2 separate regions of the Mus musculus genome follow, and region 2 is linked to region 1. Evidence: chromatin contacts called from public promoter capture Hi-C data. All regions are on one chromosome and are shown on one strand. Each heading gives the region's core, a stretch centred on a gene start, on an enhancer-like site or on the middle of the called end of the contact. The rest is flanking DNA. Distances are from core to core; before and after follow the strand shown.

Region 1 (6,520 bases), core at 311-2,810:
CCAAACTGTGATATAGTTATCACTGAGGGATGAGGGCACAGAGACATGGAGCGCCAACTTTACAGTTAGAGGTATGAATGTCAGAAAAATGACTCCGAGAACTACAGGAAGGATCCACAGCTGAGGCTAGAAGGCTCAGTGTGCATGTCTACACCATGACCTCTCAAGGTGTGTGATCCTCAGAGGCCTGCTACTCGAGGGACTAAAGATGACAAAGCTATCAGGGGAGCTTTTAGGGTCCCAGCACAGAGACAGATGTTGTCCTGGCCATCTTGACTCAAGCTTTCCTCAGGCCTTCCAAGTCCACGGTCCTTAAACTGAAGTGCAGCCTTCAGAATAAGGAGCAGAAATAGCCACAAGGAGGGTGGAGCCAGCTTGCTCTGAGGGGCTTTTTGTCTGGTGATTCTGTGACTAAAGATAATATTTGTTTATCTTGTAGTTTAACTTGTGTCTTGTAATCCAGCAAGCTAGAGAGAAAAATGTGGAACTACAAGTGAGTTAGTGAGCGATCCGATCCGTCGTACAGGGTATAATTTGCAGGCCTGGGACAGGCTGCAAGAACACAATCAGCAGTTAGGAGAGAATGTGGTTTTTCTGCACTCTCTCCAAGCCGACAGAAGGATAACTTGAAAGTGCTGATTGCAAAGAGCATTTGCTACAGACTCAGCTGCTTCACTCACAGAAACAACTGTATTGGAAACACGGGTTTTTTTTTTTTTTTTTTTTTCCTCAACACTCTAAATTCCTACATAGTTAGATAATACCATAAAACTAAAATCCTTCCAGAGTGCTCCAAAGCCACAGTAAATGGAAGACTTTAAACTTGTCAACCAGACATCAGAACGTGATTAAGGCAGCTCTAATACCATGTCAGCTGTTATACCAGAGTCAGCTGTTATACCAGAGGGATGGGGACGCGTGGAGCATCAAGAAGATGGCTCAGTGGGTAAAGCCTTGCACACTAAAGTCCGTTGACCTCAGTTAGATTCCCCAGAACCCACATAAAAAATCCAGAGGTGGTGGTGCACATCTGTAGTCCTCAAACACCCACAAGGAGGCACGAAGTGAAGACAGAGGAATCACCTAGAAGCTCACAGGTCAGCGAGCTGAGTAAACAGAACCTTAGAAACAAGAGAGACCCTGCTTCAAACAATAGAGGAGGGAACCAAGTCCTCTGGCCTACAGCAGGGCACAGATGCATCAGAGTTACTAAGGTGACATAAAAGTACCAGCGAACACACTAATGATCATAAGTAAAATTAGTTATTCTCTACGACTGGAATGAAAGAGCCACTGTGTTTGCCTGTCATTTCCGCTGTTCAGGAGGCTGAGGCAGCAAGATCACGTGAGCTCAAGGGGTTAAGGCAAGCAGTGGGCATCTCAGCCAGCTCTTGCTCCCTACAGAGAAAAGACAGACAGCCAATGAGATGACTAAGGGGGAAAGGACATTTGCCACCAGCAAGCTTGATGATCTGAGTTCAATCATTGGGGATCCACGCAGTGGAGAGAGCAGACTGCAGCAAGCAATCTGCCTGACCTCCACACCCATGTCTTGGCAGGCGCGAACTTCCCCACCCCCTGTCGTACGCCCCACTCCACCTCACCCCACCCCCGCGCTCGCACAAACATACGCAGGCAATTTCAAAAGAAATACGTAGATAGAAAGAAGAGGAGAGAGAAGGGGGGAAATGGGGGAGGGGGAACTAAAGAGTTCAGGCCCCAGGATTTAGCTCAACCGGTAGAGTACTTGTGTAGCACGCATAAAACCCTGGGTTCAGTCCCCAGCTCTGCATAAAGCAGATGTTGTGATCCCTGCGTGTAATCTCCACTACTAGTGAGACCAGCCTGGGCTACATGAGATCATGCGTCAAAATAACAAGGAAAGAAAGATGGGAGCAAACAAAGCGCAGAGAAATTGCAGGAAGGAGTCAACTCGGCCGGCCGAGTCTGAGTCTGTCCGAGTCCGGCAGAGAGTTCCTCCTCCCTGCCGCTGGCTCCTCCTCGAGCTCTGGCCACAGGCTAGGCTCAATAGTATTGAAGTGGCGCCAACAGCCAGTTAGCAAAGCAGCGGGGCAGCAAATTGATTATACAGTTAGCTGTGGAAAAACCGAATTTCTTTATTAAGGGAAAATGAAATCCGGTTAATTGATGCTGCCACGACCCTACCCCCACCCCACCCCCCACGTGCCAGTTACCCCACTGCCTCTTTTGGCTCTTTCACTTCGCTGTGAGGCTGAAACGCGGCCAAAAAAAAAAAAAAAAAAAAAACCGACAGAAGCTTTACTCATTTAAAAATAAGGCAGGTTTTGAGCCGTCCCCGCCCCGCCCCGCCCCGCCCCCCCCCCCCCCCACTTTGCATGATGATTTTTCCAGCTACAATTACTGTAACTCACTCATTATAGAGGATAGCATGGCAGGCAAACAGGCAAGGGGGGGAAAAGTGTGGTAAGACAGTTGGCAGGATGTGAATTGGGAGCCTTTGCCATCTAATTTTAAGCAGTATTTATAGAGAGCACCCATAATACAGCATTCAATGTCTCACAGAAAATCTCTTAAGTAGTAGAAACATTTACTGAAGTCATTAGTGCAGCTCATGGACACCAATGAGGGAAAAAATTAATAAGGCTGCTAACTCCAAATTGAAAGGACAGGATCTAGGTGGGTACATCTTCATGGTGTGATCTCCAATTATAAAAACCACACGCCGGGGTTACCTCCAGACTCTAAGATGACACTGATGATTCACACAGTCCCAGAAAGCTTGCCAAAGATGAGCATTGTATGTACAGTTTTCCTTTCTAAGTCCTAAAACAGCTCCAGCTTGCGAGCACTTGCCAGACTCCTCCTTTGGGATCACTGGGAATTCCCAAATAGTTATAAGACATAATATAGAAAGAGTATGTATGCCCTTTGTCCAGGCTCCTTGAAAGCAACATCCTGTAGTTATAGCACAAATCTTATCACCAGGAAATGTGCATTGGTAAAAAAATCTAGCAGGCTTCTATGCATCCATTAAGTCTTACATGCTTGTATGTGTGCAAGCTCATAACGTGTATGTGTTCATGTCAGCATCATCAGTCAAGATACATCCCAAGTCCACGTGAAGACCAATCTTGCTACTTACTCTCTCAAAGCCTGGCCACCATCTTAGACCACTAATACGTTTCCATCTCTGAATGCGGTCATTTCAAGGATGTTGTAGTGAGTGGGACCATACATCTCAAGACTGACTTTTCATTTGCTACCAATTCATTGAGATTCATCAAAGTTGTTGTATATATATATATGTGTGTGTGTGTGTGTGTGTGTGTGTGTGTAATTTACTCCTTTTCATTGTTGAATAATATTCGATGCATGGATGGATTATTTGTTTAATCACTCATCTTTTGAAGGAATTGTGAGTTGTCTTCCAAATTTCGGTCGTCAGAAGTAAAATTATTGTAAAGATTTGTATATAGGTTTTATGTAAGCATCAATTTTCATTTTCCTGAGACAAATGCCCAGAATAATTTTCATATGTTGTGTGTGTATACACTGTGGTGGTTTGAGTGTGTTGTGTGTGTGTGCACTGTGGTGGTTTGAGTGTGTTGTGTGTGTGTGCACTGTGGTGGTTTGAGTGTGTTGTGTGTGTGTACACTGTGGTGGTTTGAGTGTGTTGTGTGTGTATACACTGTGGTAGTTTGAGTGTGTTGTGTGTGTGTACACTGTGGTGGTTTGAGTGAGAAATGTCCTTCACAGGATTCAGATATTTGAATAACATTTGGTCCTAAGTTGGTGGTACTGTTTAGGAAGCTAAGAAATATTCAGGAAGTGAAGCCTTTCTGGAGGAAGTATGTCACTGGAGGATGGCCTTGGAGAGTTTATAGCCTAGCTTTGCTTCTGGTTGGCACCCTAGACTTCCTGTGTGTCTCTCAACTTCCTGCTTTAGCAACCAGCTCATCCCTCTCCCTGAAATTATGGACTCCTTTTCTGGAACAGTAAGCCAACATGAACTCTTCTCTCTGTAAGTTGCCTTGGTCATGGTGAGCTAACACAGCAACAGAGAAGTGCCTGATGCAGCAATGTAATTAGTGTGATCATTGTCTTAGACAGGAGATAAAATATTGGGATCTGTAAGACGGTGTGGTGTTTAAGAGCTTGCTCTGGGGCTGGAGAGATGGCTCAGTGGTTAAGAACACTGACTGCTCTTCCAGAGGTCCTGAGTTCAAATCCCAGCAACCACATGGTGGCTCACAACCATCTGTAATGGGATCTGATGCCCTCTTCTGGTGTGTCTGAAGACAGCAACAGTGTACTCATATACATTAAATAAATAAATAAATAAATAAATAAATAAATAAATAAATAAATAAATAGTTTGCTCTGCTCTTGCAGAGAACCTCAGCAGGCTCAGCATCTTGTTCTGGTCTCCAGGCATGTGTGGCACACAGTGTGCAGCGCACACACGCAGTGTACAGTAGACACAGTGCCAGAGAAAGCAAAGCAAAGACTGTATCATAATATAGTAAATCAGGGCGATTGTCCAACACTTGGGAGTCAGCAGCAAATACATTGGGTACCTAAATATTATGAAAACCATACTAAAAATGGCCCACAGTAAAAAGGGGATAGAATTAGCTACTTGGCAGCATGGAGTCTCTGACTATAAGCAAGATGTTCTGCGTAGCAGTTTCGCCTCCTCTCAGTTGAAGGCAGCTCAGAGTGGAATGTAACCGTCCCTGAACCTGCTTAGAGAAGCCCACTCAATGAATAATGTGAAGCATGGTTTAGGTTTCTCTCATGTGCCAGGCATAACTATCAGATGTCCGCACTGGCCCTGTCCTCAGGGACTCCTTCCTAGTGAGTCTGCTGCTAAAGGAGTCACACTTTGGTAGCCACTGCACGAGTCACAGCCCTAAGTAGCAACAGTATGTTGCACAAGTGAGACAGATGCCCAGGGACCTGAGCTGGGCCTGAAGCGACAGGATCGAAACAAAGACTACAAGAGGAAGATAAATCTTTGACAGTCGGCAGAGGCAGAGGCAAAACCATCAGATGGAGCAGGAGAGGTGGTTCGGCAGTTAGGAGTACTTGGTGTTCTTCCAGAGGACCCCAGTTTGGTTCCTAGTATCCATAATTGTCTGTAACTCTGGCTTGAAGGGGTCTGACACCTTTATCTGGCTTGAAAGGACACCCAGACACGTGTCACACATGCAAGCACATACACATAAACAAAAACATTTTTTTTTCAAAACCAGTAGTTCCACATCTTTGATTCCCGCACTCAGGAGGCAGAACTAGACAGATTTTTGAGGCTAGCCTAGTCTACAAAGCAAATTTCAAGACAGACAGGACTAAACATAGAAACCCTGTCTTGGAAAACCGAAGGAAAATAAAAGCCAGTGTGGCGACTATTGTCTATAACCTCAGCAGTAAGACTACGGAAGGAGGCTTGCTATAAATCCAAGGCTAGTCAGGGCCGCTTGGTAGATCAGCCAGAACAATGTGAGACTATGGGGGTTGGGGGGCGAGATGGGGCAAACAAACAGTCTTCATTTTAAATTTCCGAAGAACATCTGTGAATGGCAGTACATGCTTATCATTGCAGCACTTAGGATGTTAGGAGACTGCCAAGATTCAGGCCAACTTGGGCTATGTAGCAAGACTAGTCCCCTTTGCTTTCCCCCCACCTCTCTCTCATATACACCCCTAATAAATAAAACTTGGTGTGGTGGTACATGTCTCTAATTCCAGCAGTTGGGAGGTGGAGGCAGAAGGGTCAAAAGTGGAGGGCCATGCTCTGCTATATACTGATTTTGAAGCTAGCCTCAGCTACCTGAGACCTGCCAATAAGTGAATAAAAAATCTGTAAGAGATTCTACAAACTGGAACATGATTGTCAGTGGTAGGCAGGAACATAGATCATGGCGTTGGATCAGGGGCTCTGACTCAGATCTCGAGCCTGAATTTGGCCCTTGCAGTTGGAACGATAAGCAAAGGAAGCCTTTTGAGTATGAGCAGAACACAATGAAATATTGTTTAATTTCTTAAAAATTATATTTATATTTTAAAGTATATTAATTAATTAATAATTTTTATTAAAATTTTAAAAGTATGTGTGTACATGTGCACTTCAAAACACATGTGTGGAGGTTGGAAGACAACTTGCAATGATCAGCTCTCTCCTCCTTCCAGGGTGGCTTCAGGGACCAATCTCAGGTATCAGGCTTGGCCCCAGGAGGCTTATTGTACATGAGCGTCCTTTAAGGTAAGCAGCCTCCATTTTGAGGAACTCAGCTATTCCCACTTGGAAAAGATCAACCCAGATTGTTGAAACTCCCTTATAGAAGGAAGAGCAGGAAGATACAGGGTCCCTTACCTGAATACCAGCCATCCCTTACTTCCTTTTCGTACAATTCTGCCCTAATTGCATAGGGTCTCAGGAATTAGTTAGAGTATACACATAGGGCCTTTCCATCTATGTGGCTATGGAAAAGCTAGCATCCCAGATTAGTAGACTGACTTGCAACTTTTGGGAAAG
Region 2 (5,960 bases), core at 997-3,496, 160 kb before region 1:
AAAAAAAAAAAAAAAAAAAAAAAGCAACAAAAGTAGGAAGCCCCCAAGGACGTACTTCCCGCATGACCTCACTGCCCAGAGCTTCTATTACCTCACAATAGCCCATCAGCCCTGGATGAAGCTTTAATACACAGTTTTGGGGAACATTTAACATCAGAACAGTAACACTGTACAGGTAATCTGTACAAGGTTTCTTTTGGGGATTAAATATACACATACTAAGGTTGTGTTAACAATTGTGCAACTCTGTAAATACATGATAGCCAATAGGAACATACACCTTAAATTAGTGAACTCTATAATTTTTATATCCAAGCTCTGTTAGAATATAGTGTGATCATAAGATCAGGTTGGTTTGGTCAGCCTTGGTATCTGTGAAGACTTGAAGGAACCACAAACTCTGCTAGGTAGAGAAGACAAGAAAATGTTCCAGACAAAGACAAAAAATGACACAAAGGCAGAAAGGAGTTTGGGAAAGCATGCCATAGCTTCTTAGTCTTCCGCAATGCAAATCAGAGTCAGGAGTGGGGGAGACTGAAGGACAAGACCAAGCCTGTTTTGGGCAAGCAGGACCAGATCATGAAAGGATAGTTTTCCATGAAAGAAAAGGAGAAAACAGGAAAGAACAGTGCTTTCACAAAGAACATTCTAGATGGGGAGCAAGTGGGAACTGACCTGGAACTAAGTAAAACACAATGTTAACCAGAAAGGAAAATAATAGCTAAGTCTAGTGCCCCGCTCTCTTGAGCCTTGAAGAAGCCCCTTGGATAATTGAGGTGGACGCCATCACCCTCCCAACAAATGAAACCTACTGGCTTTGCTTCCTCGTCAGCTGTCCTAAGCTTCTCCTCCTGGTGCTTCAGCTCCACTTAACACATTGCACTTTTAAAATATTTTAAAAAGATTCTCTCTCCAGCATGAGAATGTAAGCCCATAATGATCAGTTAATTTGACATTTCCCTTATGTTCTGAATCCCCAGTGAAGTTTCTACTAGGTCAACTCTCTATCCTTACTTGTTGAGCCAATGGATACATAAGTAAGGGAATTGAGCCTCATAGAAGTAACTTGTCTGTAGAAACACAGGCAATAAGTTGAGCATAATAATAAATTGACGCAATAACCACTTTTTTTTTTTTGATTTTTCAAAACAGGGTTTCTTTGTGTAGTCCTGGTTATCCTGGAACTCACTCTATAAACCAGGCGGGCCTCGAACTCAGAAATCCGCCTGCCTATGCCTCCCAAGTACTGGGATTAAAGGCCCGTGTGACCACTGCCGGCAGTAACCACCTTTTTAAACTACCATGATTACACTGGAAATGTAATATTCCAGGCCAGGCCCCCTCCTGGCTATACTATAGCGGTGGGAATAGGGAAAGAGACTGAATTGCCTGGATTTGGTGCTATATTAGATGTCAAAAGGCTAATAAAAAGATGCAACCTAGGATTTTAGCTTCTGGACTGGGCAAGTAGTGCACTTTTTCAGAAAAAAATAAATACCCCGGGTTAAACAGAAGTAGGAGAGTGGAGGATTTGGCAAGGGATCCCTTTTCACGATTTCTTGGGATTCCTAAGTAGTGTTAATACCATGTAACAAGTAAATCTAAACTTCCAGTGGGGACCGGGGAGTTGGACAGGACAGAAAAGAGCTTAACTCTGAGGTAAGCAAGCGTTTAACACTTAGGGGATTTTTGGTTTGGTTTGGTTTTGGTTTTTGATTTTTGACTTAGAAACAAGATGCTTCTATGTAGCCCTGGATGGTATTAAACTCAGAGCACTTCTCCTGCCTCAGCGTCCCAAACAATGGGACTACAGGAGTCAACCACTAGCTCATCCACAGCAACGTTGGAAGGCTCAAACTCGCGAAAAGCCCTTGAACAAGCAGGCTACTTCGTTTTTCCAAATTTTCTAGACGGTGGCTATCGCTTACACAAGTGGCCAACAAGTGTGGAACGTGGTAGCACCAAGGCCAGGGTGGGTCGGGAGGGCGCGAAGGCACCCAGCAGCCGTGCATGCTGCAGCAGCACGCGAAGGTATGAACCATTCCCAGGAAGCTCGCGCCCCAAACGACTCCCAACTCCCAGCGCGAAACCTCCGCGCGCCACTCGCGTTCCGCGACCTCCAGCCCACAGGGGGCGCTGTGGGCCACCAGGTGCGGCCACGGCGCGAGCGCGCGGTTTCTTCCTGGTGCGCATGCTCGCCACCGCTGCAGGCTGGCCTTTTTTTTTTTTTTTTTTTTTTTTTTTTTTTTTTTTTTTTTCTCGGGCCGCCCCGGCGGCTGCGTACTGGCTGTGGGATGGGAAGTGAAGCCCCAGCGAGCGGCTGCGGCGGGGCTGTGCGGAGCAGCCAGCGGGAGGCGGCGGCGCGGCGGTGAGCAGCCGAGAGCTCGGAGCGGGGCGGAGGAAGCACCTGCAGGCACAGGCGGCGGCTCCACCATGGCGATTCGCAAGAAGAGCAACAAGAACCCGCCGCTGCTGAGCCACGAATTCTTGCTGCAGAATCACGCGGACATCGTCTCCTGCCTGGCGATGCTTTTCCTGCTGGGGCTTATGTTCGAGGTGAGCCCTCCTTCCCGGACCCCGGACCCCTGGCCAGGCCCGCCGACCCTAGCGTACCCGGCCGGAGCTGCGCAGCCCCCCGCGGCCCTGCAGCCCTGGCCCGGTCCGGCCCGCCGCCCCCTCCCGCGCCGCGCAGTTCCTGCTTCCCGCGAAGGGTTACGTGGCAGCCGGCGAGGGGCCGGCGGGGGTGGCGGGCGCGGCCGTGCTGGCCCTGCGCGATGGGCGGACCCGGGGCCGGGGCAGCGGGGCCGGATGACTAACAGGGACCCCTGCTCGACCCCGACCCACGGCCTCGGCCGCTGCCTGCGCGGAGGGCGAGGACCGGGTGTTCGAACCCGGTGGCCCCCTGCCCGCCGACGGCCGCTCGTCCAACTTTCCGCCTGGGCTCTGGACTCTGGGTTCCCGGAGCATCGGGTCTGATCCCGATGCGAGGCTCGCAACAGCTGTGTTGAGGAGTTGAGCGATTTCCTTTCTTGAAGCAGAGGCGATGAGACTGTCAGGAGTGTGTAAATTCTCTTCCCACAGATCTGAGTATTTTGATGACTTATTTAACAGCTGTTGAATGTGGGTAATAAAGTTTGCAAGGTGAACCTGTAACATCCTACGGGTTTTTTTTTTTTTTCCACCTTCCTCAGTACTTCCGCCCACTCCCCTCCCCCTTCCATTTTTTTTTTTTTTATCTGTAAGCCACTGAGTCTCATTAAATATATTGATATATTGATGATTACCATTTTGTCTCCTCTCTCCCTGGCATGTAACCTAGTGAGGATAAATATTTTGTCATCCATTTTTACTAGTCTTTTTCCGCTGTGAAGAATCGAGCTTTAAAGGTTTGAGTTGAAAGCAAGGAACTAATGAAATGAGACAGCCAGTGATGAAAAGTGATTACGATTTTGTTTTTTGTTTTCCATGGAGCCAATTTGGTGTCATTAGATAATTTTCTATGTTATATGATGTTTTTTCTCTTCCAAAAGTCTTTTCTGAATCTACATGTAAGTACTTCTTGTTCTTGATAGTGTCACAGATGGTTGTAGCCACTTAACTAAGGAGGGTTGCAGGGTGAAGGGCAAATAGAACTAGTCAGAACGCTTACTAGATAACCCAACTCAGATACGCTGTTCATCCTCCCTTACATCGCTTGTACAGGCCTCACAGCTGCCGTTTGAGGAATCAGGTAATTCGGCTTAGAGAAGTTTGACAGTATTATATGAGTGGGTGGTATTTACATATCTAGGGTTTGATTGTGGCCCTGTAGTAAATGCTTGCTTTGATTATTGGTTGTAGCGTGAATCTAGGAGTTTTATGGCTGACCTGTACCTCGAGTCTTTAGTGCTTGGTGCTCTATTGCTTCTGCGTGGCTCAGAAGTATGGCTCTGGGTTCAGTTATAAGCAACATACACAATGTATGTTTGTAATCTCTGAATTTGTGAAAACTGTTTTCTTGCTATAGTATTAAAGGTACCTCATGGACGTGGCCAGTAGGCATTTGTCACCATATGCAGGAGAGTTGTGAATTCAAATCCAGTGGCAACTACATAGTGAATTCTAGCTCTGAAGACCACTGCTCACCTCCGCTTCTCATCCTGACAGCCCCTGCCTTCAGAGGTGTGCTGATCTGCTGAGCATACTCACAGGCTGTAAGGGAAGGAAAATTGACAGCAGAAGTCTGGACACTTAGAAATGCCACAACCTCAGTTTTTATATAAACTTCTGCCCTATTTTTCTAGGATGGTCACTATTACATTAGTGACTTTTTTTTTTTTTTTTTTTGGAGGTAGAGACTTTTTGTGTTGTCCTGGCTATCCTGAAATTTATTAATGTAGACCAGGTTGGCCTCAAACTCACAAGAACCACCTGCCTCTGCCTTCTGTGTGCCGGATTAAAGGTTTCTGACAGTAAGTGGATGCTTTAATGCTAACTAGAAGCTTTTAAATCACTCCAGAAAGGTGTGCTGTTAAAATGGTGAGCCGAGCAGAGCAGCTCGTGCAGGTCACTTATTCTCCTTGACCATATGGTAACGACGCACGCTCGTCGTTCAGGGGCAGGAGAAACTGACAGCGTGGGCTTTGGTGTGTGACTTTGAAAATAATTGCTACTTAATCTCAGTCTAACTTAGAAGTACAGCGTGCCTGTGTGCTGAAATAAGAGCGAGGATGGTATTTTGTGGAACTACTAAGCCTTTTGTGGACGAATACTGAGGAAATATTAGAGGCTTTGTGGTAAATAAATAAATTAGGTGTGTTACCAGCCAAACAGTCAAGCGCTTGGGAATACTCTAGAAGCCTGCACTCTGTAGCTGATTCAAGTTAGGGAATATGCGAACTTGAGTTTCCTTCTGTCTAAATGGGTTATCCAAAGACTTTAAGTTAACTGATCTGCATATTGCCTCTCTCAGTTTATGGCTAGTCCTTAGTAGTTCATCCAGGTTGGAAAACAGATGACAAAAGTTTTAGTGACTGTGTGTGTGTGTGTCTGTCTGTCTGTCTGTCTCTCTCTCCCTCTCTCAAGGTTGAGGAAGAAGTAATCTGTTTGAGGGAAATATTTGACTTTAAAAACTTTATGATACAAATCTTGTAAATAATGTTTTCTTTTCACAGTCAGTGTTGTCTTCAGAATGCAAAAATACTAATAGTGGTTTTGTATTTAAAGTAGGAAAAATTGAACAATAAAAAAAGATGTAAGAGTACTCTGGAAGCTTGCTAGGAGGGATAATATGGAAGAGTAAAAAGAGGTTCACAGACTAGTTCTGAAAGGAGGGCCTGTGGGAGGTTGGCCAGGGGTCTGCAGGAATACACAGGGATCTAACTTTATATCTAGATTTACGTGTGCACACTTGCACACACAGACCTTTGCACCATAGCACATGTGTAGAGATCAGAGCACTTACGGGAGTCAGGTCTCTTCTCTCAACATATGTGTTCTAGGGTTGAACTCAGATCAGCAGGTATGACAGCAGGGACCTTTCTCCACTGACCCACATGTTTTATTGCTGTTTGTTTTTAGTTTTTATTTTAAATTTTCTACATGTATGGATGTTTTACCTGCATGCATGTCTGTGCACAGCTTGTGTGCCTGGTGCCCTGGAGGTCAGAAGAGGGTCTCAGGGCCTCTGGACAGTTAGACAGTTGGGAACTGCCATGTGAGTGCTAGGAATCAAACCTGGATCCTCTGGAAAGGCAGCAAGTACTCTTAACCACTAATCCCGCAAGTTTTCTTTTTAAACAGAGCTTCTCTTAATGGCATTTCTGTATGTCTTGAAAAAAAATTTATAGAAACTAATGGAAAAGTGGAATTTGATAGAAATTCATTTACCCTTCATGAATCCAGTGTATACAGTAATCATGCCTACCTCTAACAGTACAGAATATGTCTCATCTTTATAACATCAGACACCAAGCCTCCAA

Evidence for each region. Promoter capture Hi-C pulls out the DNA fragments that hold promoters and counts their contacts.
Region 2: a contact with region 1 is called in a promoter capture Hi-C map of pre-B cells, with 3 times the contacts expected there. The contact joins the promoter of Tram1 here to the enhancer-like site in region 1. A contact is called at or near these places in 1 of 39 promoter capture datasets (pre-B cells), 10 of 484 Hi-C or Micro-C datasets (CD4 T cells, Sertoli cells, Th1 cells and 7 more), 4 of 115 datasets of contacts at active chromatin or transcription factors (effector CD8 T cells, embryonic limb bud, microglia and 1 more) and 3 of 9 other capture datasets (adipose tissue, liver and pancreatic islet).

Annotation. Positions count from the first base shown.
Region 1 is chr1:13,422,066-13,428,585 of GRCm38.p6, reverse strand. It overlaps Gm39595 (a long non-coding RNA gene), which reads left to right and starts at 6,178. Exons shown (of 3, transcript XR_865189.2): 1 at 6,178-6,247. Within about 2 kb of position 1,560, at least 280 of the 459 cell types and tissues checked have an H3K27ac peak or open chromatin away from gene starts, as enhancers often do. A contact at or near this core is called in Sertoli cells, Th1 cells, adipose tissue and 12 more, where this site is marked.
Region 2 is chr1:13,586,196-13,592,155 of GRCm38.p6, reverse strand. Tram1 (translocating chain-associating membrane protein 1) reads left to right here and starts at 2,246. Exons shown (of 11, transcript NM_028173.5): 1 at 2,246-2,556. The coding sequence starts at 2,434.